Regions from separate parts of the Hordeum vulgare genome. Here regions 2, 3 and 4 are each linked to region 1. Evidence: chromatin contacts called from public Hi-C data. All regions are on one chromosome and are shown on one strand. Each heading gives the region's core, a stretch centred on a gene start, on an enhancer-like site or on the middle of the called end of the contact. The rest is flanking DNA. Distances are from core to core; before and after follow the strand shown. Region 1 holds the start of LOC123443956. Region 2 holds the start of LOC123440021 (AAA-ATPase At3g50940-like). Region 3 holds the start of LOC123443959 (probable isoprenylcysteine alpha-carbonyl methylesterase ICMEL2). Region 4 overlaps LOC123443959 (probable isoprenylcysteine alpha-carbonyl methylesterase ICMEL2).

Region 1 (5,873 bases), core at 3,097-5,596:
TCCTAGCTTAATAAGAATGACAAACTTACTTATATCAACAAGGTGCATCTTCTTTTCCAGGAGCCCATCGGAAAGAAACCTCAAAGTTAAGTGTGCTTGACTTGGAGCAATTTGAGGATGAGTGACCGACCAAGAAGTTGATCCCTAGTGAGCATAAGTGAGGACAAAGTGCGTAGGAAAGACTAGCGTTGGTCTGTGAGGACAGTCTAGATCCTAAGCGGTAGCCAGGCACAACGACCAGGAACCGATGGGTGAACAAGTGGGTTTAGCCAAGGCGTTACATCCAAGGTGGGCCACGTCCGACATAGCGGACTGCTCGAACACGCCCGGCACCTTCATATCCTCCCCATACATGAGCTGAGTTTGAGGGTTCGCAGACAGCCCGGACATATGAGGATGATTTGAGGGGTCCGATTGGATGGCGTTTTTCCTTCTCTCTCCTGTCTGGGCAGTCCGACCGGACATATAGGGACAAAATGGGGGACAGCTTCCCCTCCCTATATTAGAGGAGTTTGCGGACATCCCTACGTAATAGAACTTGGCCATGAGGAACAACTAAACAAGAAATAAACCAATCTAATCCCAATTCTCCTTCCTCCGAGTCCTTCCTGCCCCTGAGGGCCGACTGCCAACAAGGTGACATCCTCCCTCCTGTGGTTTAGGCCAGTATCCTACCGCAATTATACCAATATAGGTGATATGCAGGTCAATAAAAATGCAGTACAAAAGTAGATATGATAAATGTTTACTGTGTTGTAGAATTCATTGAGTGCTTGCTATGGTCAAAAGCTGATTGGACAATTTTAGTGTGATGTCAAAATTTACAGATCATAGTATCATGTGTGAAAAAGCCAACGACTCAGTTAACAGTAAACAAGAAAGATCATTTGGAGAAGCCAATCGATGTTTATCAGAAACTAACCTGCCAGTACATGAATGTTTGCATAGCATTGCGTTGTTTCCTACAAAAGTAAAAGAACAATATAAATGTTAGGTTAAGTGGCCACTGGAAGGGGGTTAATGAGAATGAACAAGGCAAGCCTACTGACGAGAACAGGGATAAGATCATAAGAAAGCCCAACAAAATCTCTGCATTTGCAATCAGAAAGTTGACTGCAGTTGTGTTTGCCTCAACCCATGTGCAAAGCGGCTCCAGGTATGCCCTACAAATTAGCAACATGACAGTTATAATCCATTTTGCCAGCATGTTCAACGGGCAAAATATTGTAAACTGATGGCAGATTCAGTTAATACAAAATGATTGTTCTGCATTTATCGGCTTGTTACCATGCAAATTTAGTACACATAAAACATTTATATTTTGTGTTTGACTACTGATGGTCCGGGGCTTGCGCATGTGGTCTATTAGCCATTGCACGAAAAGGCAACAAAAAGGCTCAGAGAGATGAAAGCATATAACAAAAGAAGCGAAGATAATAACCTAATGAGTATGGAGATCATGCCTAAGCTATTGATTCTTTATGCACAAAGCTGGAATGATAACATGGACTGTATATGCATAGAAGGCAAAACATGTTCCTACAAATCTGTCAGGTTCATTTTACCTGTACAGAGAGGAATTGGTAAAATGGCGCCGTAGAAATCTGGCCACATGTTCAAGTGCCCAACAAATTACCGGTACCAAAACAACTGTCACAAAGGTTTAACTCATCATGTGCAGGAAAGCTAGACGTTCGGGTAGTAACATAAAAAAATTGATGTCAAAGATTAAATACATCATATGCTTACGCTTCAAGTGTAGTTTAGATGTAACAAACATAAGGCAGTACATGAAAGGTATAAAATCCTTTGATGAAGTTACATGGTGGCACCAGGCCTGAACAGCCTGCACGTTCCCTACTCTGGGTAGCTGATAGGAAGAGGAAATGTTAATTAAGTTGTGCAAGATATCTGAAGTGGGAGGAAGAATAAAAAAGGTAAATACAACACTCAGTTTCATGTTACTGACCCCATAAAGAGCAAATATGGTATAACCTGTGGTACAGGTTGTGCCAAGAAGTGACAAACGATATCCCTTGAGTTGCAGTTGTCGTGTTGCCAGTGGAATGATGCCGATCAGCGCAACAATAAGAACCTACAAAAAAAAAGGGTGTATGATAAAGATAATGTGATTATCTAAGAGTATTTTGCGCGCATAAAAAATCTCCCATTGCTCATCATTAATACATGCAAGCTAAAAGAAAGCATACAAGATTACGCATTCCACAGACTAACGTAGGTACTATCAAAAGTTGGGAAACTGATACTATAAAGTATAAAATGGATAGTTTGATGCAATTCCAGGCAAAAGTATAAAGTTCCATTCATACAGTTCAAATTACGCAAAAGGTGGGCACTAAGATCTTGTTCCTACAAAAACCAAGGATCAATTATACTTGACTACTGGTATTTTCGCGAAACAATAACTTAGAACACTGTATTAATCTGCTCTAACATATGCCTATTTTCTGCACTAATCCTGACCATCCATTCGCTTATGATTTTTTTTTAAACTAAACTTCCATTAGGCAAATGAAGGGTCAAGATGAGGGTATTTTCATGCACACCGGTGCGCAGGCTTGGCTAAAGCAAAATATGCTCGGACTAGCAGTTAGTCTGATTAATCTCACTTACAGAAGTGAGCTGTTGTTTTACAGTGCATTCAACTAAGCCTAGAAATAATTATCTGGTGGAGTACAAGATTGAGATGGATCTGACACTTCTAAGAGACGCATCAATTGAGACAAGACTAAGATGTTCAACAAGGATTGATGTTGACATATAGAAAAAGTAGATGTGATACAGTAATTGCTGACAAAGTACATCTGTCCATTTAAGCCATTTACCCAAGCATTAACAGAAAAATGTAATGACCGCTGATCCAACTGCAGCGAAAGTCTGCTTTGTGCTGGTCCAGCAGGATCAGCGCCTACAAAATCAACGAAGATCAGATTGACAGATGAAAATGACTACAAATAACTAGGGTATTGAGTGTGGAGAGATGATACGACGCAAGAATATGCTTGTTATCACCTGGATCATGAGGTCTCGCATTATCATTAGCAGTTGTAGATTCTCGCTCTGTTGATGCAGGGGACTGAGAAGAGCTGGCTGAGGACATTCCTCCAACAACAATATCAGGAACCTATAACCAAACACAGGATAAGAAACAAACCTAAGCTCTTATAAAACGGCGCTATGCATATCAAAATAAAAATAGACCCCAAAAGGAGAAGGAAAAATATATAAAGGCAGTTAACATCATAACTTCAATAGCAGTAGAACAATAAAAGGAAGATGGTTTGTGAAATTACAGCGGATATCAGTGACTTGACTTAGTTGGAATAAAATAAAATAAATCATGGTAAAAACGTTACATAGAAGGTCTTCCTTAAAGAAAGATGTTGTATATAGATACAACGATTTCAACAATGTAGATAGTCCTAAAACAAATGAAGCACCAGTGTAGAATTTCAATTGTTTTACCCTGCTCCCTATTTCGTACCGCGATAACTTAAATCTATTCTTTGCCATTTATGACTTTCATGGCCGTATGTACAATGTTCTAACTAGCACACTGGCAGAGACCATAGAGTCAAATTGGGCACAGATCGGGATCACTCAAATAGGCAGTACCAGAGCAGAAGCAGAAATAGCTGGAGCAACTATACGAACTGATTAGTGGTCATTTGAAATGGAACTAATCAAGCTTGTATGAAGCTCAAGGAGTGAAACCCAAAAAGTGGGAAACCGTTTGACAGCTGCCGTTTTGCTCTAGACAAGCTGAAGGGCGAGGTTAGGTCTGAAACATATGAGTGAGGAGGCAAGGATGCTGTGGATTACTTGAAGGCAGGAAGGAGGCGAATCTTTGCAACATTGCTTGGCCACAAGCTCAAAACCGGCGGAAAAGGAAGACATGGGGGCAAGGAGGCGAGAATCTTGAGAGACCCTAACGAATTCCACCGTAAATCAGGCATGGCCTAGTCCTGCAGCACTCAATCATCTCCTGTCTCTCTCGCCAGTGAGCTGAAACTTTGAGCTCGTGTCCGAACAATCTTGGGGGGTCATGTGGCGGGGGCAGCAGCAAGCGGGGCGGCTGCGCGCAATGCGGGGAGCAAAATCGGGTTTGGGGATTAGCGAAGTCAAATGAAGTAGAGCTCCACTACAGAACAGACCAGAAGAGAACATCGAGGAAGACGAGTAATACTAGTGCTGGTAGAAGCAGAGGCAGCGGCAAAACCTAACCTGCGTAAAATAATCCAGGGCCGCTTGGAACGGAGCCGGTTGCGGATTCCGATACAGTGGAGCCACGGGAAGCGGGGGGAGAGAGGGAGGGCGAGGGAGCCCTCCTCGAATCTAGACCTGGGCAATCTCCGACGCAAAGGCGGCAGCAGCAGCAGCACGGGGACAGAGGAAGAAGACTGACCCCCTGCCTCCTGCTGTCTCCTTCTCCTCCCCTTCTTTTTTTTTTCTCCTCTGATTTGTTTTTTAATTTTCTTTCGCGGTGCAGGCCATTGGTTATGTGATATCATTATGACGAACGCCCACTAGCCCATACCACACGGCACGAAAGCGACCGGTGCGGGGGACCCCGCGACTATGGACGGACAGTTCAGGGGCGAGATCGCAACGTTGGAGGGTTCCGTGGTGCCAACTGCCAAGATGCTCCTTTCAAAAAAAAAAAAAATGCCAAGATGCCCCTTTTTCTTTCCTATTCTTTTCCTTTTCCGTGACTGATAAAAAGACTACACGAGGAAAAAGAGGGCAAATTCGAGTTGGGAGGAGGAGCTAAAGCAAATCGCACCAGATCTCGACGACTCTCCGCACTGCGAAGCCACGATCTGCGTACCCTCGAATAACATTGGCGGCATCTTTGATTTATAGGATTTTGAAAACACGGAAATAAAAAAAGTAAAGGGTTAAATTGGCATGTTCATTTAAACCCTATATGATTGATTCGTAAAAAAAACATATATAATTAGTAAAGACTGTTTGATGTCATAGAAAAAACGAAAGAATTGTCAAAAGAGGTTGAAGTGGATGTTAGATTTTCTATGAAATATAATAAAAGAAATTCATAAGAATTTTTTTATATGATCTAATCCTATGAATCAAAGGATCAATGTAGGAAAAATTCTAAAAAATTGCAATCCTATAAAAATCCTATTGAATTCATCTGAACCAAAGGAGCTCTAAACCTCATCATTGGTGGGGCCGGGTCGGGTCGGACTGGGGTTGACAAAACCCGAAGAAAAGATCCCAAGCCCGAGCCCGGTTTGACCCGGCACGAAGCACATGAACAGTGGCGTTTTTAAATTAAATTAATCTTATTTAAAATATTATATTAAAAAAATTACCTATTTTTTGAATAAAAAATGTTTATAGGTACTTTTCGGCCTTTATTCACGCTTTGAGGCCAGGCTTCGGGCGAGAAAGTGGAGCCCGAGCCCGGCCAAAATGTCGGGCTTCGTTTTCGGGCCTCCAGGTCGGTTGTCCGTGAACATGTTTAAATTAGAGATCTACCTCCCGGATGCATCAAATTCAGTGTCGTGGGAATGAACCTGACAATACAGGTATGAGGTACGAAAGGAGAGGGCAGAGTCCTAGCTACGGCAAACTTGTACACAAGATGTATGAGTTCAGACCCCTCTCATGGAGGTAACAACCCTACGTCTCAGTGCTCGGGAGCTCTTGTAGTGTGGAATGCGTGTTACGGGGGTGCGAACCCTTGTGCCAGAGGGAAGGGGTGGGTTATATAGAGTGTGCTGCCCCTCATCAATACCGGGCAACTAAGGGTTCGATCAATGGAGTTTAAAGGTGTACGTTACTGACAACGTATGTAATTAATGTTACTTATAACGACCAGCCGAACG
Region 2 (5,216 bases), core at 927-3,426, 570 kb after region 1:
TCTCCCTGCCCACCGACTGGTCACCGGAGCCACCACCGTTGGCGACCACCTCCCTCACCTTCTACCCCTCCTCCTTCTCCTTTCTTCCTCTCTTTCCTCTCTCCCTCATGCCATGTATCTATCTTTCTCTGGATCAGCGGGGCATTATCGCCACCGGAGCAACACGCCACACCCGCCGCTAGATCGACGCGGCACCGGATCGAGCGACGGGGTGGGGTGGCTCCTGGCGGCTGGGATTGGGAGGCGAAGGGGAGAGAGAGGAGCCATGGCAGGGGCGGAGAAGGTTGCCGCACCACGTGTCGTTGGCCATGGAGGGGGAGGGCGGGGGAGAAGGATCACCCCGATCCAAGCCCGCAACCGCACGCCTCGGGAGAGCCAAGGCTCGATCCCGAGGAACCAGCCCGCACTGAGCCCCGCCGCCTCAACAGGAGCTCGTCTCCCTACCCGTCGGCCAGTCACCAGAACCGGAGCCGCCGGCGACCGCCTCCTCGGCGTGTGCCCCTTCTCCTTCTCCTTTCTTCCTCTCTTCCTGACACCATCTATCTCTCTTTCTCTCGATAGGCAGGGCTCCGTCGCCACCGGAGCAAGATGCCGCACCCGCCGCTAGATCCATCGACACCAAGCCCCGATGGTCGGGGCAGCACCAGATCGAGAGACGACGGTTGGGATCGGGACGCGAGGGAGAGAGAGGAGAGGCGACACCGGATTGAGAGATGGCGGTTGGGATCGGGAGACGAGGGAGACAAAGGAGAGCCCGTTCTCGTTTGTGTCTCTGTTATTTGTTTCTCACTTTTAAAAGGATCGTGGTTGAATACCGCAAACTATAAAGATTTATTTGCAAATTCGTGAACGAAACTTTTTCCTCACTTAAGAAAGGGTTGCGGGTTGATTTCAATAAAACAAAGGGGCTTTTTGCAAAATTGTCACGACGTACGACATAAGCTATCCATGGTTTATTATTAGGGCAGTGATATGTGCCGGCAGACCGGCGCAACGGTACGGCCGATCCAGCCCAGACCGTCGGATGCAGCCAGCCACGTTCGTTGGATCTACGTGTGATCCCATCGAAGGCCTTGAAGGAAAAAGTTGCACCAAATGTTGCAACCTCACCCCACAGGCATGCACGAGGACAAACAGAGCCTCGTGCCCCCGTGTCGGCCCATCCCTGATCCACGGCGGCTGCGGCCGGATCCGTCGGGTTTTTATTGCCGGTGGCAGGATTAGCTCGAGGAGGGTCTTCCCCGTCTATTACGAGACTTGGGGTTTGCTTCAACCATGCCATACATCTGGAATCAACTACTTGTTGTCATGGATTTGGGCTCAAGCTCTCGGATGAGCTCCGCTGACAGAATACGGTTGCAAAAAACACAATGACGGATGTAGCAAATTTGTATAATGGTTGTAGCATTTTTTTCATCATGGTTGCAGCTCGGCCATGCCAACGTTTGTAGCGGAAAAATTGTCGACGGTTGTAGCAAAAATTTGACACATTTGTAGCAAAAATCGCTGGATGACTGCGGCTACAACTCCCGTAAAGTTTGGTTGCAACTCTCATAGACGCGGTTGTACCTTTTTTTTGAACGCTTGTAGCTTTTGTGGTACGTGATGTAGCATTCGCGACACCATCCCTGCAGGTCCTCGTGCAGCAACCTCACCTGTCGGCCATGGGATCACCCACCCCCCGTCGCCTTGCTGTTTGCAGCTCCTCCATTTGCTGGTTGCAGCTCCCGTGTAGCCGTATGCATCATTTTTATGACTATCATGAGCCAGCGCAGAGCAAAACCAGCTGCGGCCGCCGGCCGACAGCATCCGGGGCAGTCTGTCGGCTCGAAGCAACCAGGTGCAACCATCGTTGGCGGCATGCAGCTTCTACCGCTTTCATGGCACAGAGGTAGGAAGAACACAAAGACGAGGAAGCGAGGAAGGAACGTGGGATGTGACCACTATAGAAATCCGTGCGGGGAATCAGAAGTGTTGGAACGAAGCGATCGTACGCGCAACACGCATGCGGCGCAACGCTTTGTTCGACACGCCGGGTCTAAACATTTTCCCTATTTTTAGGGAGAGTGGTAGAGATTATGTTAGGAGTATGTGATTTTTTTATTATAACGCACACACATGTTTGCTATAGTGCTTTCATTATAATGTTCGCTTTTGACGTCCTTGGTGCGGGGGCGGTCGCTCGGAAGTTTCGAAGAAACCAGTCACCAGGTTAAGGGGTTGCATCCGTGTTCTCCACGTCGTACCTACCCAAACCCGGTTGTCCACATGTTTGGAACTAAAAGCTTTCCAGATTCAAGACCCACTAATCTTTCTTTGTGAAGTCGCAAGCACCGATCACAGCGAATGATCAATCATCAGTCCCCATTCGAACCGACCTTGCATTTTTTACGACTCCGATTAAATGCTCTCCTTAGTTCCTCCACAGAAACCAACTTAAGCACCTGACTAGAAGATCCAAACCTTAAGCAAACCCCCACTGCTACAGCGTCAGTTGGAAGTTGGAACCCGCCGTGGCCATGACATCCCCGAACAGCAGAGTGCTGGAACGGTACAAGAGCGCCGTCACGACGGCAACTTCCGTGCTGGGCGCGGCCATGCTGCTGCGCCGGGTGCTCGCCGACGTCCTCCCAGGCACGGCCCTCGGCGCGCTGCTCCTCCTGCCACCAGCCTCCTCCCGGCGCCACGCCGTGCTCATCGAGGAGTTCGACGGCGCCCTGTACAACCGCGTGTTCATGGCGGCCAAGGCGTACGTTTCCACGCTCCTCGCCGCGGCACCGTCCGTGCCGCTGATGAAGGCTAGCCTGCCGCGCGGGGCCGGTGCGGACCACGTCCTGCTCGCCATGCGCCCCGGCACGGCGGTCGTCGATGTGTTCGACGGGGCAAAGGTCACGTGGCGCCTAAGCAGGAAGCACGACGGAGGCGGCGGCAGGCGGCGGACCACGGAGGACGCGCGCGAGGTGTTCAAGCTCAGCTTCGACGCGGAGCACAAGGACATGGTGCTCGGCTCCTACCTGCCGGCCGTCATGGCCCGCGTGGAGGCCATGTCCCAGGAGCAGAGGCAGACCAAGCTCTACAGCAACGAGTGGGGCAAGTGGCGGACCGTGAGGCTCCGCAACGCCTCGACGTTCGCGACGGTGGCCATGGACGCCGCGCTGCGGCAGGCCGTGGTGGACGACCTGGACAGGTTCTTGACCCGGAAGGAGTACTACCGGCAGACGGGAAGGGCGTGGAAGAGGGGCTACCTGATCCACGGCCCGCCCGGCACCGGCAAGTCCAGCTTGGTCGCCGCGATCTCCAACAACCTCCATTTCGACGTGTATGACCTCGACGTCGGCGGCGTCAGGTCCAACACCGAGCTGAGGAAACTGCTGATTCGGATGAAGAACAGGTCCATATTGTTGGTGGAAGATGTCGATTGCGCCGTGGCGACGGCGCCACGGAGGGAAGCCAAGGGAAGCTCCGACGGGGGCATCCCTGCTTCCAAGAATCACAAGGTTAGTTTTAGTACTAATCCAACTCATGTTGCAAGTTGCTTTAGTACTAATCCAACTCATGTTGCAAGTTGCAAACTTGCAATAGACAAATCCTAGTCATGTTGAAAGTTGCAATGGACGACGAGCAAATTGCTCTACTCCTTTGACTATTCTTGTACTATTTTCATTTTCTAGAAACAATTCTTGCCAGTACTACTCTGTAGTCTGTACTCCAACATCGAAACAATCAGACGAAGCTCTGGGCACTGTATCGCACCCTCACTAAACAAGAAAACGACAGCACTGATTTGGTTTGCTTCAAGTACCAGCAAGTCACTGATCTGGGTCACTGTATAGGCAACAACTCTATAGTCGTTGCCGTGCTACTGTTGTTTATCCAACAAGAGCAGTTACCACTTCATTTCTTGTGGTTTCCAAATTATAAAGGCTCCTTTGATTCAAAGGAATTTCAATTAGAATCCATAATATTTTTTCTATGTTTGCCGTTTAATTCACAAGATTGAATCATATAGGATTTTTTTTCTATGGAACCAAGTGATACTACATTTCATTGGAAATCTGGCATCCAGTCCGATCTTTTTTTCCAATTCCTTTGTTTTTCAATAACATCAAACACTGTATGCTAAATCTGTATGATTTAAGTGTACATGCTATTCAAATCCTATGTTTTTTCAAGGACGGCCTAAAGCTGTCAAGTGGCAAAGACTGTTCGATTCCTTAATTGATCAGATGCTACTGTAGCTTGTAATCGATTGTCAGTTAGTACACCATCTAAGGTGTGCGTTGCCTTGCCAGGTCACTCTGTCCGGGCTGCTCAACATGGTGGACGGCCTTTGGTCCAGCAGCGGCCATGAGCGGATCCTCATCTTCACCACCAACCACAAGGACCGGCTAGACCCGGCGCTGCTCCGGCCTGGCCGGATGGACATGCACGTCCACATGGGCTACTGCGGCTTCGTCGCCTTCAGGGAGCTCGCGGCCAACTACCACGGCATCCAAGACCACCCTCTCTTCCCGGAGATCGAGGCGCTGCTGCGGGAGGTGGATGTGGCACCGGCGGAGGTCGCCGAGAGGCTGCTTATGACCGACGATGCCGATGCCGCTGTCGAGACGGCCGCCAAGCTGCTGAGAGGCAGAAAGGCGGGGGGCGGGGAAGATGGCGGGTACATCAAGCAGAAACTACACGTAGGGCCTAGGCGCCCGCGTCGGGCCCCGGCTCCGTCGTCTCGTCGTGGCGTTGTGGGTGCTGCAAGATGGGCGGTGCCTGACGAGGGAATTGGTGGGTCCTCACGACGAGGCCAGGGGCGTGGATCAGGGACAGGGCGACGTGGCCGAGGTGAGGTGCGCGGACGAGGACGGCGATAGACAATCTCTATCGAACTCTACCAGCCGTTTCACAATCCACACGTGCCACTATGAATGTTTTTTTGACTTAACCAAGTTTTGGTGAAGTAATATACGGAGTAGTAAAATAAACTAAAAATATTATATGAATTTCTATTCAAGATCAAAGAAAAATAGCATTATTATGTCTCAGTCGACTAAGGCTTACCAAAACTGTTTCCGAACCACACGCAAAATATTGGCACTAAAATGACCAATAAAAATCTATATCTATTCTATACCTAATCTCTATCTAATCTAATCTAATAATAATAAAGTAAATACTGTTTCTGGTCGTCCGTCCTTAAATTTGCCCCTAAAGTTCGCTGGAATTAC
Region 3 (5,645 bases), core at 427-2,926, 610 kb after region 1:
TATGCTGCCAAGCGTCCATGGGAAGCCCCGGCTGGCATTGGTCGCCAACAAGCAGGCTGTGTCTACAGCAGTCGACTCTCTCAAGTACTCATGGTCAAATACTACAACCACAGCCTTGCAGGATCTGTACAATGACTCTAGGCAACTAGACTCACTCATACGGACATACTCATCGATAAGATCACCGGGTACTCCGTAAGCAAGCACCTGGATAGCTACATTTCATTTATGATAAGATGAGAAGACAATCTTTCCAATGGCATCCTTTTTGCACTCGAAGTAGTCATCGTATCTGACCACCCCCTCTCGAATCTAGTTGAAAACATGCCTAGCCATAAGAAAACGCCACCGGAATTTCTAATGTTTGAACAACAGATTGGTTGTGTCAAAGTAGTCCTTCCATAGAAGGAAATGGCCGCTCTCTCGGTTGCGATTCAACGCCGGAACATGCCCCGAAATTGAGACCCGGAACAACTGACGTTGCCTATTAAGGTGGTCATGGACCAACACGGCAAGCAGCATCCCCTCATCGTCAGATGAGGAATCGTCGGAGTCGCACAAAACATTATGAAAAAAGAACTCGTCGGCGTATCCATTTGTACCTTGAGGCAAACTGCCGAACAATTTGCGGACGTGGATGACAAAGCAAACTGGCGACGTCGGATTGGGGTGTGGGAAGCTGCGGTAGCCCGGCGGCGATGCAGCCGACGGCGTGGGTAGGTGTCGGCGTTTGGGGGGGGGTACGGGAGGAGGCGCCGGTGGCCGAGGCACCGAAAATGGGCGATGGCGACGACGGGGTGAGGGCGAGGTGAGGGCTAGCTGTCGACAGGGGTGGAGAACGACCAATGTGTCACCGATTGGAGGACGAGGGAAAGGAGTACGCGCGCGTCATCCGCGTCCGCTTCGTGTCTGTGCCGACCTAAATGAGGCTTAAAATTGGACCGGGAATGGATCGGCACGCGAACGAAAAGTAGTCGCACATCCGTTTGGATCGACAGCTTGAGTTGACTTTCCCGTCCGCGCTTACCCAAACAGATGAGTCGGACGAAATAGGTCGTCCAATTAAAATTGCTCTCAAGAAACGAGCTTCGATTATGAAAAGGATTTTAATTATTTTTTAAATTCATTTATATGAACACGACCATTCTACTAGTAAAGTTTGTTCAGAATTCGTTGGAGGAATGTAAACCAGCGCGACTCCAATGAGTCGCATCAGACGGTCAGCCGTGTCGGAGCAAAGTCACTTTGGGTTCTAACGCGTGGCGCGGCGACACGTAATCACGGGCCCACAGAGCCGGACGCGGACGGCAACGGCGTTCGCCTGACCGCCGCACCCTAGAGCCAGCCACGCCCCGCTCCACAGACCGCAAACAAAGCTCTAGAACCTGCAAAGATTCCCCTGCCTCACGCCACAATCATCTACGCGGCCCTACCACGGTACCCTAGTCACCAATCATTCTAGCCCATACAAAACATTGCATCATCGAGCCATTTAGGTACACACTCTCATGTTTGTTGTCATCATTTCATTTATTTATCTTTTCTAATAATGGAAGAGATCTCCTCAGTGTCGCGTACAAATCATCCATGATCGAGCCTTGTACGCATCCTTGTGCTGGCAAAGGATATACGTATGCTCTGTCTGTGACCATAACGCACGACGAGTGTATCGTGTCGTGTGTACTACTACCACGAGTAAATAATTTCTCGAACTTGGACACCATTCCATTCGTGTTGCTGTATCCAACTCTACATTCGACTCCTGGAGCACCGAAAGCCTCGCCCGGCTCCCGCAAAAGTCCGCCCGCGCCGGAAGGATGTCGAAGCAGCAAGGAGGCAAACGAGGACTTGCGGCATGTTGCGCTCGCCTCGCCTCGCCTCGCCTCCACCACGCGTCCCTCCACGCCACGCACTTGCGCTCGCGCTCCCCGCCCGCCTCCTCCTCCTATTTAGGCACACCCCTCCTCCCCGCTCCGTTCTTCCGCACCAACTCGAATCTCCCACTCCCAACCGCCCGGCGGACCTTCCCGAGCCTTCGCCACGCAATGGCAATGCAGCCTCCTTCCTCCGGGGACGAGGCGGACGCGCTCCTCCCGCGGAGCGACTCCGCCGGCCGCCGCCGCTCGTCGCCCGTGCAGTCCGCGTCCCCGAGGCCCCCGGGGGCCGGTCCCAGGAGGCAGTCGTCCTTCCGCCACGACGTCGGCCATGCCGCCTCGGAGACCTACCTCGTCACGCGCCTCACCTTCACCCTACTCCAGTACCTCGGGTAATCAGCAAAATTCCTCGCTGCTTCACCGTCTCCATCGCCATGAGGTGCTCCGACTCGAGGGCGAACGCTACGATAGTAGTATGATGATGCAAGTGCAACACGCACGGTGGTGACGGTTTTCATGCTGTAGCAACCTTCTGCTCTAGTAAAGTTCCTTGTGTCCGGTGGTCGTTGAGATGGTTGAGTTGCCAAGGCAGCTTCATATCAAATCCTATGGAGAAGCCAACTCCACAAGGTTGTTTGATTACGCGGTTGCGTGAGGGGCATGGACTGAATTAAGCTCAGAGCTTCGGGGACCACATAACTGTTCAAGGCTTTCGTGTTTCCCTGCCGTGCGGGCTTTGTCGTTCCATAACAAACCATTTGTTCAGATACAAACAAAAAAACTTGGTATCCACCAAGATTTGGTGATCTTGGCCTTGTAAAGAAGGAACAAGGGGGGATCGCTTTTATCTTTTTTTTCTTTAGAAAAGGAGGTTCAACCCCCGGCCTTTGCATCAATCGATGCATACAACCATTTTTATTAATTATTCCACAAAGGTCTGACAAGATCATATATCAAGCCACCCGAAGGATCGCTTTTATCTGCCTTAGAATCGTGTTTGGAATCTTTGCTACAACAATACAACTATTTCTGTCATAATCGTTTACAAGAGATACATCGAGGGGACGATCTTGCAACTAGTTCTGCTGAAACATAAATAAGCCTGTCATGTATTCACTAGAGTACTTAGTTGTGTGCATCCTAGTCGCGCAAAGGCAGGTTGTGTGCTCATTGTGTTTGTATCTCTTTGATGCTGCACTATGAGTCGGTACTGAAAATTGCAGGGAATATATTAAGGCATTTTATTTCGAAGTATGGCATGGGGAGGCCATACAAATTCTCACCATCGTTGTAGTTCAAAACTATGTTCACTTTGATAGGTTAAGATTCACTGATAATTTTCACCCTTTTTGTTAGAGTGTATCGATGAATAGAACCACTGTTGATATTTTTCTATTCCCGTTCTAATTTTATTATTATTCAGGTTAGGTTACCGCTGGATGAGGCAGCTTCTTGCCCTCGCAGTCTACGCTGTTCTACTTATGCCAGGTTTTTTGCAAGGTATATTGCAGACAGGTCAACATTTCAGGGATTGCGATATCAGTTCTTATTATGCACATCAAAGAGCATGTGGATGGATATTCTTTGTTATTTCTGATGTTCATGTGATCTTCTCGAATGGACCCTTGGATTGTTGGCTCATTTCATTAGAATATGGCATTCTGAAAACAGTTCTTTCTTATTGCAGTTGGATTTTACTATTTCTTTTCAAGTCAGGTTCGTAGAAGTATAGTTTATGGAGAACAACCGAGAAACAGGTAACATCAACCATCCCCACCCCAATGCCCCAGAAGTCAATCCTATGTTTATTTTTTCAGTTTTATGACAATTGCATTCTACAGGTTGGATTTGTATATACCCAAAGATAATAGAAGACCCTGTCCGGTGGTGGCCTTTGTAACTGGCGGGGCCTGGATTATTGGGTGAGTGTTGATATTCTTGCAACTATGCAATACGTTAATCATTCGTGGCGACTCCATTTGTTGACAACCTTGCTCGAAATTCAGTTACAAGGCATGGGGTGCTCTTCTTGGCAGGCGATTGGCTGAGAGAGGAATCATAGTTGCTTGCATTGATTACAGGTGATGCTCTATTTCCATTGAAATCACTCCATATTATTTTGTTAATAATATGAAATAATTGTTTCACTTTTTGTTTGCTTGACACAATATTCACACGTTTATTTTCAGAAATTTTCCGCAAGGAACAATAAGTGACATGGTTAGCGATGCTTCTCAGGGGATCTCATTTGTGTGTAACAACATTGCTAGTTATGGAGGTGATCCTAATCAGTAAGATAACCATTTTTGTGTGTACGAAGTGTCTATTAAAGGATCACAAAGAGCAGTTTTATCCCTTAGGCTAAGTTTATGTGCCAATTCATGGCATTTGCTTAATAAGATGCACGATCTGGTTAGCCCATGGTTGTCAGCTAGATAGCCACAAATTATTGATGAATAACTCGGGAAACTTGACCTCTTCTTAAACGTGTCATTGGACACTTCTTAGAACTTTACTTAAAGCCCTTGTGCTAGCTTAAGTTCTATAAATATTTCCATGTCATTTTGCATTATGTTAATGGCATATATTTACATCATTCTGTTTATTATCATTACTGATAACTTCCACCAGAGTGATGTTTTGTTATATATCCACGGCAATTGTAGGATCTACTTGATGGGTCAGTCAGCAGGAGCACATATTTCAGCATGTGTCCTAATGGAACAGGCAGTAAAAGAGTCTAGCGGGCAGCCCATTTCTTGGAGCGTTACACAAACCAAAGCATACTTTGGTTTATCTGGAGGGTGAGATCTTAGGTTCCTCGCTGGTTAGTCTTTTGTGGTTTGACTATTTAACTACTGGTGAAACTGAAGATAGTACAAGCATCAGAGCTCCTCTAAGCTGTGATGACACTTTAGGGATTTTCTAATTCTCCTTAAAACCCATAACCAGAGGCTAAATTCTATATTGTTGACAGCATATTGAGTGATTTCTCTGGAAGATATTGACTAACGCATATTTGGTCAGATACTGGGTACACATTAGGTTGCCTTTTCGCGTCTTCAAAAAGTAATTCAGTGATCATATTTTGTCTGTTCTGGATTTGAACTAATTCGATCAGTATCAATATGGGAGCTAGTCTTAAAATAGGAGAACCAAACCAATTGTTGTCGTTGTATTTGCAACCAGATGGCTTGTATTTGTCGCCAAGAATGTACAGATTGTCTTGTAGAAGACCTTATAATTTTTCTAAGTTTTCCTCTGTGCCAGTAATCACAATAATAGTTTGGTCTAAAATTTTGGAATGACGCCACTACCAAACTGCTTCACCTAGTTCCAGTTCGATACCCACAATCATTTATGGTTATCTATGATGCATTATAAGCATTATGATTTATTATCTCAACCTCTTGCAGCTTGATTTTCGTCAACTATGAGTGCACTAAAATTGCTTCTTATCTAAAAAGGGGACACCATCATATTCCAAATGTCGCATGGAATTTGATAGATTTGTACTTCAAAGTTATTTTACAAATATATATTGTGATATTTCTTTTTCATTGGATTACAAATAAACCTTGACCTCCAATATTTTATGTTTGCTTTCTGAGGTTGTATACTGATGGACACTCACATGGTTCAGTAAATAACAGTAATAGTTTTGCAGATACAACCTCCATAATTTGGTCGACCATTTCCATCAGCGTGGTCTGAACCGTTCAATATTTTTCAGGTAGTAATATGACTATGCTTTGGTCCATTTATTTAATA
Region 4 (5,002 bases), core at 840-3,339, 630 kb after region 1:
AATGTTGTGAAGAATCACGTAGCAATTCATGATGTTCTTCAGGGTTCGTTTGTCCCAAAAATGAGCAGGACCGCAAAACAGTAAATCTTGATTGCAAAACCTCAAAAGCTTTTTAAATATCTTTTCAAGCAACCTTTTGTACTTTTGCAAATTCAACATGCTTCCTAGTACTTGGTTTTTTATACTCTTAATAAATATACACCAAAAAGATAAATACCATCTGCAAGATAGTATTCCTTGATGCACTCATGCTCATTGACCATGTAGTTGTAAGCATGAGCATCACCACTAGCAAGTCTAGCAAATAAATAAAACAATTGCGACACATTGATATTATTGAGAGTATCCGGCATACAAAAAAGAACATCCATAAATCCTTGAATGCTACGGCTTCTAGCATAATTGTTGCATCATGAGACTTGTCACAATACTGCCCGTGCCATGTCTTCGGGCAGTTTTTCTAAGTCCAATGCATTCAATCAACGCTTCCTAGCATACCAGGCCAACCTCTCCTCTCACTTGTTGTCATCAACTTTTTGTGTCTTCTTCGTCGGGTGTATGAAGATAGACAGGTCCAAATCTATGCACTAACTCTATTGTAGTATCTTCGTCAATGCGAAGATATTCGTCGGCATAGTCAACCGGAACGCCATATGCAATCATTCGCATAGTTGTTGAGATTTTTTGATATGCGCTAAAACCCTTCAAGCCAGTGGCGTTTCTTCTTTGAGTAAAAACCCGAATTTGCCTCGCAAGCTTGCACTAAATTTATGAAGAGGGATCGACACATTCGATACCTTCTCCGAAAGAGGTGCGGCAGATACGTTGGATTCTCCGTGAAGTAGTCTTGCATGAGCATCTCGTTTTCAAGATGGCGGTTGCGAGGGATGTACAGGCGGCCGACGGTTGATCCTGGCTGTCTCTTTCGGTTCCAATCCTCGTGCTTCTTCATGGCGGGCACCATCACCATCATTTGTCATCGATGTCTCTCGAGCAGCGACTCTATGTCCGAGTCGTCCGACGAGTATGAATTCTCGAGCAAAAACTCCTCGCAATGGCTCAAATCCATGTACAAAATGGCACACCCGAGCTCGCATGAACGAATTTCCTTCGTCAAATCAACCGCTACATCGAACTAGAAAAGGGCACGAAATGACTGACCGCCGGTGGGCTGGGGACGACCGCAAACTCTTGAATTCGAGGTGGAGGCGGGCCGGCGGCGGCTCCGCCGTAGATCTGTGTCGGCGGGCATCCGGGGGCGACGAGGCGGCGCGATGGAGCGGGGTGTGGAGCGGTCTGGCAACGTGATTCTGGTGACGGATATGGTCGAAATCGCAGGCGACGACGGTGCTGGGTGGTTAGGGAATGGGAAGGGGAACAAGCGCGGGCTAAAATGTCGCTCTTGCCAACCGCTTTCGCGAGATACATGGCGTCGTCGGGGCGAGGGGAAAACTGTGTATTCTCGACTCAGAGGGGCAATTTTATTGCGCCATTTAAAATTTTGTAAGGGTCAGCCGCATCTACGGCAACCGCGTTTACGGGGTCTGTCCGAGACACTTTTTCACCGCAAAATTATAAAATGACAATTATTTTGCGGATCGGGAAGATATAAGGGGTCTAGTAGAGTTGCTCTTAAATAGTTACTTATAGCATTAAATATCTCATGCATGTTTGCATGTTTAGGTGAAACTTTTGTACCCATGATAGCATATTGAGGGGAACCTTTCTGTGACATCCTTACTTGATGGGAGAAATAGGTCAGTGAGGTCTAGTTATTTATTAAATATCTTATGCATGTATGCATGTTAATATGAAACCTTTTTTATGCATGACCATATATTGAGATGAATCAATTTTATTGTATGTTGATTGATGAGGTGATATGCTTATATGTTGAGAAAAAATGTTTGTGAGGCTAACTATTTAGATATATATTTTCCAATTTCCTTGAAAGAAAGTCAAACGTGTGTAAGTTGGAAAAGTCTCTAAATCTACTCACTGATTTTTGCATCTCGTAAACCCCCTCCTCTACACGCCATGTGTCCGCGTGAGAAGGCCCACCGCTTCCCTAACTTTATCTCTCAGGACGAAGCTGCCTCCTCCACACATTGCTTCTTTTCTTCCCCCTTCCAATCTCATTTATCCGGACAACCAAAGGAGAGAACCCATGGCGAAGACCACCATAGCCGCAAGAAAATCGATAGGGGCTGCCACCGGTCGCCGTCTTGATGCATCCTCCGTCCAACTTCATCAATGTTTGAAATTAGAGGGGATAACACAACCACATCACTCCTGCATCCTCGTCACCGGGTGCAGCTGCAAAAAGAAGAAGGCGACGCCGGCCACCACACCAACATGCAAGGTCGATGGAGGGCGACTACGGCCATCTCAGTTGCATGGCTCTGGTGTGCCCCGTCGCGTCTGCAACCCCTATGTTTTGCAGCAGCACCTGTTGGCCAAATAAGCCATGACGGACTCTGTGGCTGGGGTGCGCACCAGGGCGCGTCGGGTGCAGCGAGTCCACGGCTGGCTTGTGCGTAGGTTAGTGTGTGCATGCACGGGTGTGTGGCCGTGTCGTAGGTGTGTGGGTCGCCAGCCTGTTGGCGAGCCGCGCGGTGATCGCGAGCGATGTGTTGAGCCCGAGCGTGAACCGAGACGCGTTGGTGCGCATCGTGGGTGCGAGCGGAGCAAGCGGATCGCGGGGCGAGCGAGTGGAGGCGTGGGTGTGTGCCCTGGCGTCAGGAAAAATCCCCACTGTGTCTCTGCGCTCTCCACTTCTTCTTCCTTCGGCTGTTCCGACAAGAGAGAGGTTTCACAGAGCACGGAGGGACGCTGCGGTAACAACAATTGGCATCAGAGCCTTGAGCAGGGATCGCCGGCGGCCATGACCCTGGTTCCGTACGGAGGCGGCGGCGGTGGCGCGATGTCGCCGCCGGTCCCGCCGTTGACGCCATCGAACTACACTCCCTAGGCGATCAAGGTGGAAGCGTTCCTTGATGCCCAGGGGCTGTGGTGCGTGGTTGCTACGGCGGAGGATGCGGCTGTTGACGCCGGTAGTGTTGGAAATATGCCCTAGAGGCAATAATAAAGTTGTTATTATTATATTTCCAGTTCTATTATTCATGCTATGATTGTATTAACCGGAAACCGTAATACATGTGTGAATATATAGATCACAATGTGTCCCTAGTGAGCCTCTAGTTGGCTAGCTCGTTGATCAATAGATGATCATGGTTTCCTGATCATGAATATTTGATGTCATTGATAACGGGATCACATCATTGGGGAATGATGTGATGGACAAGACCCAATCCTAAGCATAGCACTAGATCGTGTTGTTCGTGTGCTGAAGCTTTTCTAATGTCAAGTATCATTTTCTTAGACCGTGAGATTGTGCAACTCCCGGATACCGTAGGAGTGCTTTGGGTGTACCAAACATCACAACGTAACTGTGTGATTATAAAGGTGCACTACGGGTATCTCCAAAAGTGTCTGTTCGGTTGTACGAATCGTGACCGGGATCTCCCTGTGACGGAGAGGTATCTCTCGGCCCACTCGGTAATCCATCATCATATTAAGCTCAGTGTGACTAAGGAGTTAGCCACGGGATGATGTGTTACGAAACGAGTAAAGAGACTTGCCGGTAACGAGATTGAACAAGGTATGGGGATATCGACGATCGAATCTCGGGCAAGTATCATACCGGTAGACAAAGGGAATTGCATACGGGATTGATTGAATCCTTGACATCGTGGTTCATCCGATAAGATCATCGTGGAACATGTGGGAACCAACATGGATATCCAGACCCCGTTATTGGTTATCGACCAAAGAGGTGTCTCGGTCATGTCTGCATGCTTCCCGGACCCGTAGGGTCTACGCAATTAAGGTTCGATGACGCTAGGGTTATAGGGAAATAGTGTATGTGATTACCGAAGGTTGTTCGGAGTCCCGGATGAGATCCCAGACGTCACGAGGAGTTCCGGAATGGTCCAGAGGTAAAGATTGATATATAGGAAGTGAGGATTTGGTCACCGGAATTGTTTCGGGCGACACCGACAATGTACCGGGACCATCGGAAGGGTTCCGGGGGTCCACCGGCAAGGGCCACCAGCCCCAAAGTGCTCCATGGGCTAAGAGCATCTCTAGTAGAACCCTCAAACCCTTAAATCTAAAACCAGTTTTAAGGGTTGAGAATTGGCCATTTTTGACACTTTTAAGGGTTGAAAAACAGGGGCAAAGACTAGAACCCTCAAACCCAACCCTTATAACGGAATATTCTTGCGGATCGACGAGGAGAGCTCGAGCGGCCTCTTGTTGCGGGAGGCGGAGGGCGCGGGGGGTGGCGGAGGCGGCTGGGGAGGTCGAGGCGGGCGGGAGGCGGAGACGGCGGCTGGGAGGCCGAGGCGGGCGGCAGCGGCGGAGGTCGAGGAGGTAGCGGCGACAGGGGAGGTCGAGGCGGGCGACGGCCGGGGAGGTTGAGGCGGGCGGGGGGGGGGGGGGGGGGCGAGACAGCGGCGGCGTCTCGGGAAGTGGAGGGGAGGCATCCGGGGGCGGGACGGCGGCAGCGGCGGTCGGAGAGGAGGCCGGCGTGGGCGCGGGAGGTAGTTGGGATGGGAAATTTCCCTCCCACGCTAGGATGGAACGGTTTAAGGGTTGGGGTAGACTTTGCTCCCCAACCCTCACTTCTACAGATCGGGAGAGGGTTTGAGGGTTGGACCTCTAAACTTTTTTACGGGTTTAGGGGTTTAAGGGTTCTAGTCTACGCTGTTTTTTCGACGAAAACTGTAAAAAAGCAGTTATTTTTAAGGGTTTAAGGGTTTGAGGGCTCTACTAGAGATGCTCTAAGAGTGGGAGGGAACCAGCCCATATGTGGGCTGGTGTGCCTCCACAAGAGGCCCAAGGCGCAGCAAGGGTGGGGAGGGGCAAACCCTAGGCGTGGGAGGCCACTTTAGGCCTCAAAGGCCGACCCTAGGGCGCTCCACCCCTTGGCCGCCGCCCT

Evidence for each region. A called contact is a pair of places that touch in the nucleus more often than the background predicts.
Region 2: a contact with region 1 is called in a Hi-C map of leaf, with 3 times the contacts expected there. The contact joins the promoter of LOC123440021 here to the promoter of LOC123443956 in region 1. A contact is called at or near these places in 3 of 6 Hi-C or Micro-C datasets (leaf and seedling) and 1 of 1 datasets of contacts at active chromatin or transcription factors (embryo).
Region 3: a contact with region 1 is called in a Hi-C map of seedling, with 4 times the contacts expected there. The contact joins the promoter of LOC123443959 here to the promoter of LOC123443956 in region 1. A contact is called at or near these places in 2 of 6 Hi-C or Micro-C datasets (leaf and seedling) and 1 of 1 datasets of contacts at active chromatin or transcription factors (embryo).
Region 4: a Hi-C map of leaf shows a contact between it and region 1, with 4 times the contacts expected there. The contact joins the enhancer-like site here to the promoter of LOC123443956 in region 1. A contact is called at or near these places in 2 of 6 Hi-C or Micro-C datasets (both in leaf).

Annotation. Positions count from the first base shown.
Region 1 is chr3H:391,275,298-391,281,170 of MorexV3_pseudomolecules_assembly, forward strand. LOC123443956 reads right to left here and starts at 4,347. Exons shown (of 9, transcript XM_045120532.1): 1 at 4,246-4,347; 2 at 3,034-3,145; 3 at 2,847-2,929; 4 at 1,970-2,095; 5 at 1,750-1,870; 6 at 1,566-1,650; 7 at 1,050-1,163; 8 at 923-962. The coding sequence starts at 3,121.
Region 2 is chr3H:391,844,163-391,849,378 of MorexV3_pseudomolecules_assembly, forward strand. LOC123440021 (AAA-ATPase At3g50940-like) reads left to right here and starts at 2,177. Exons shown (of 2, transcript XM_045116613.1): 1 at 2,177-3,497; 2 at 4,293-4,980. The coding sequence starts at 2,520. The coding sequence ends at 4,862.
Region 3 is chr3H:391,884,482-391,890,126 of MorexV3_pseudomolecules_assembly, forward strand. LOC123443959 (probable isoprenylcysteine alpha-carbonyl methylesterase ICMEL2) reads left to right here and starts at 1,677. Exons shown (of 12, transcript XM_045120537.1): 1 at 1,677-2,266; 2 at 3,298-3,374; 3 at 3,562-3,631; 4 at 3,716-3,796; 5 at 3,881-3,955; 6 at 4,064-4,165; 7 at 4,541-4,678; 8 at 5,542-5,607. The coding sequence starts at 1,818.
Region 4 is chr3H:391,908,187-391,913,188 of MorexV3_pseudomolecules_assembly, forward strand. The region is part of intron 11 of LOC123443959 (probable isoprenylcysteine alpha-carbonyl methylesterase ICMEL2); the gene reads left to right. Among protein-coding and RNA genes, the nearest start is that of LOC123443960, 4.5 kb to the left of the region's middle. Within about 2 kb of position 2,090, at least 2 of the 3 cell types and tissues checked have open chromatin away from gene starts, as enhancers often do. A contact at or near this core is called in leaf, where this site is marked.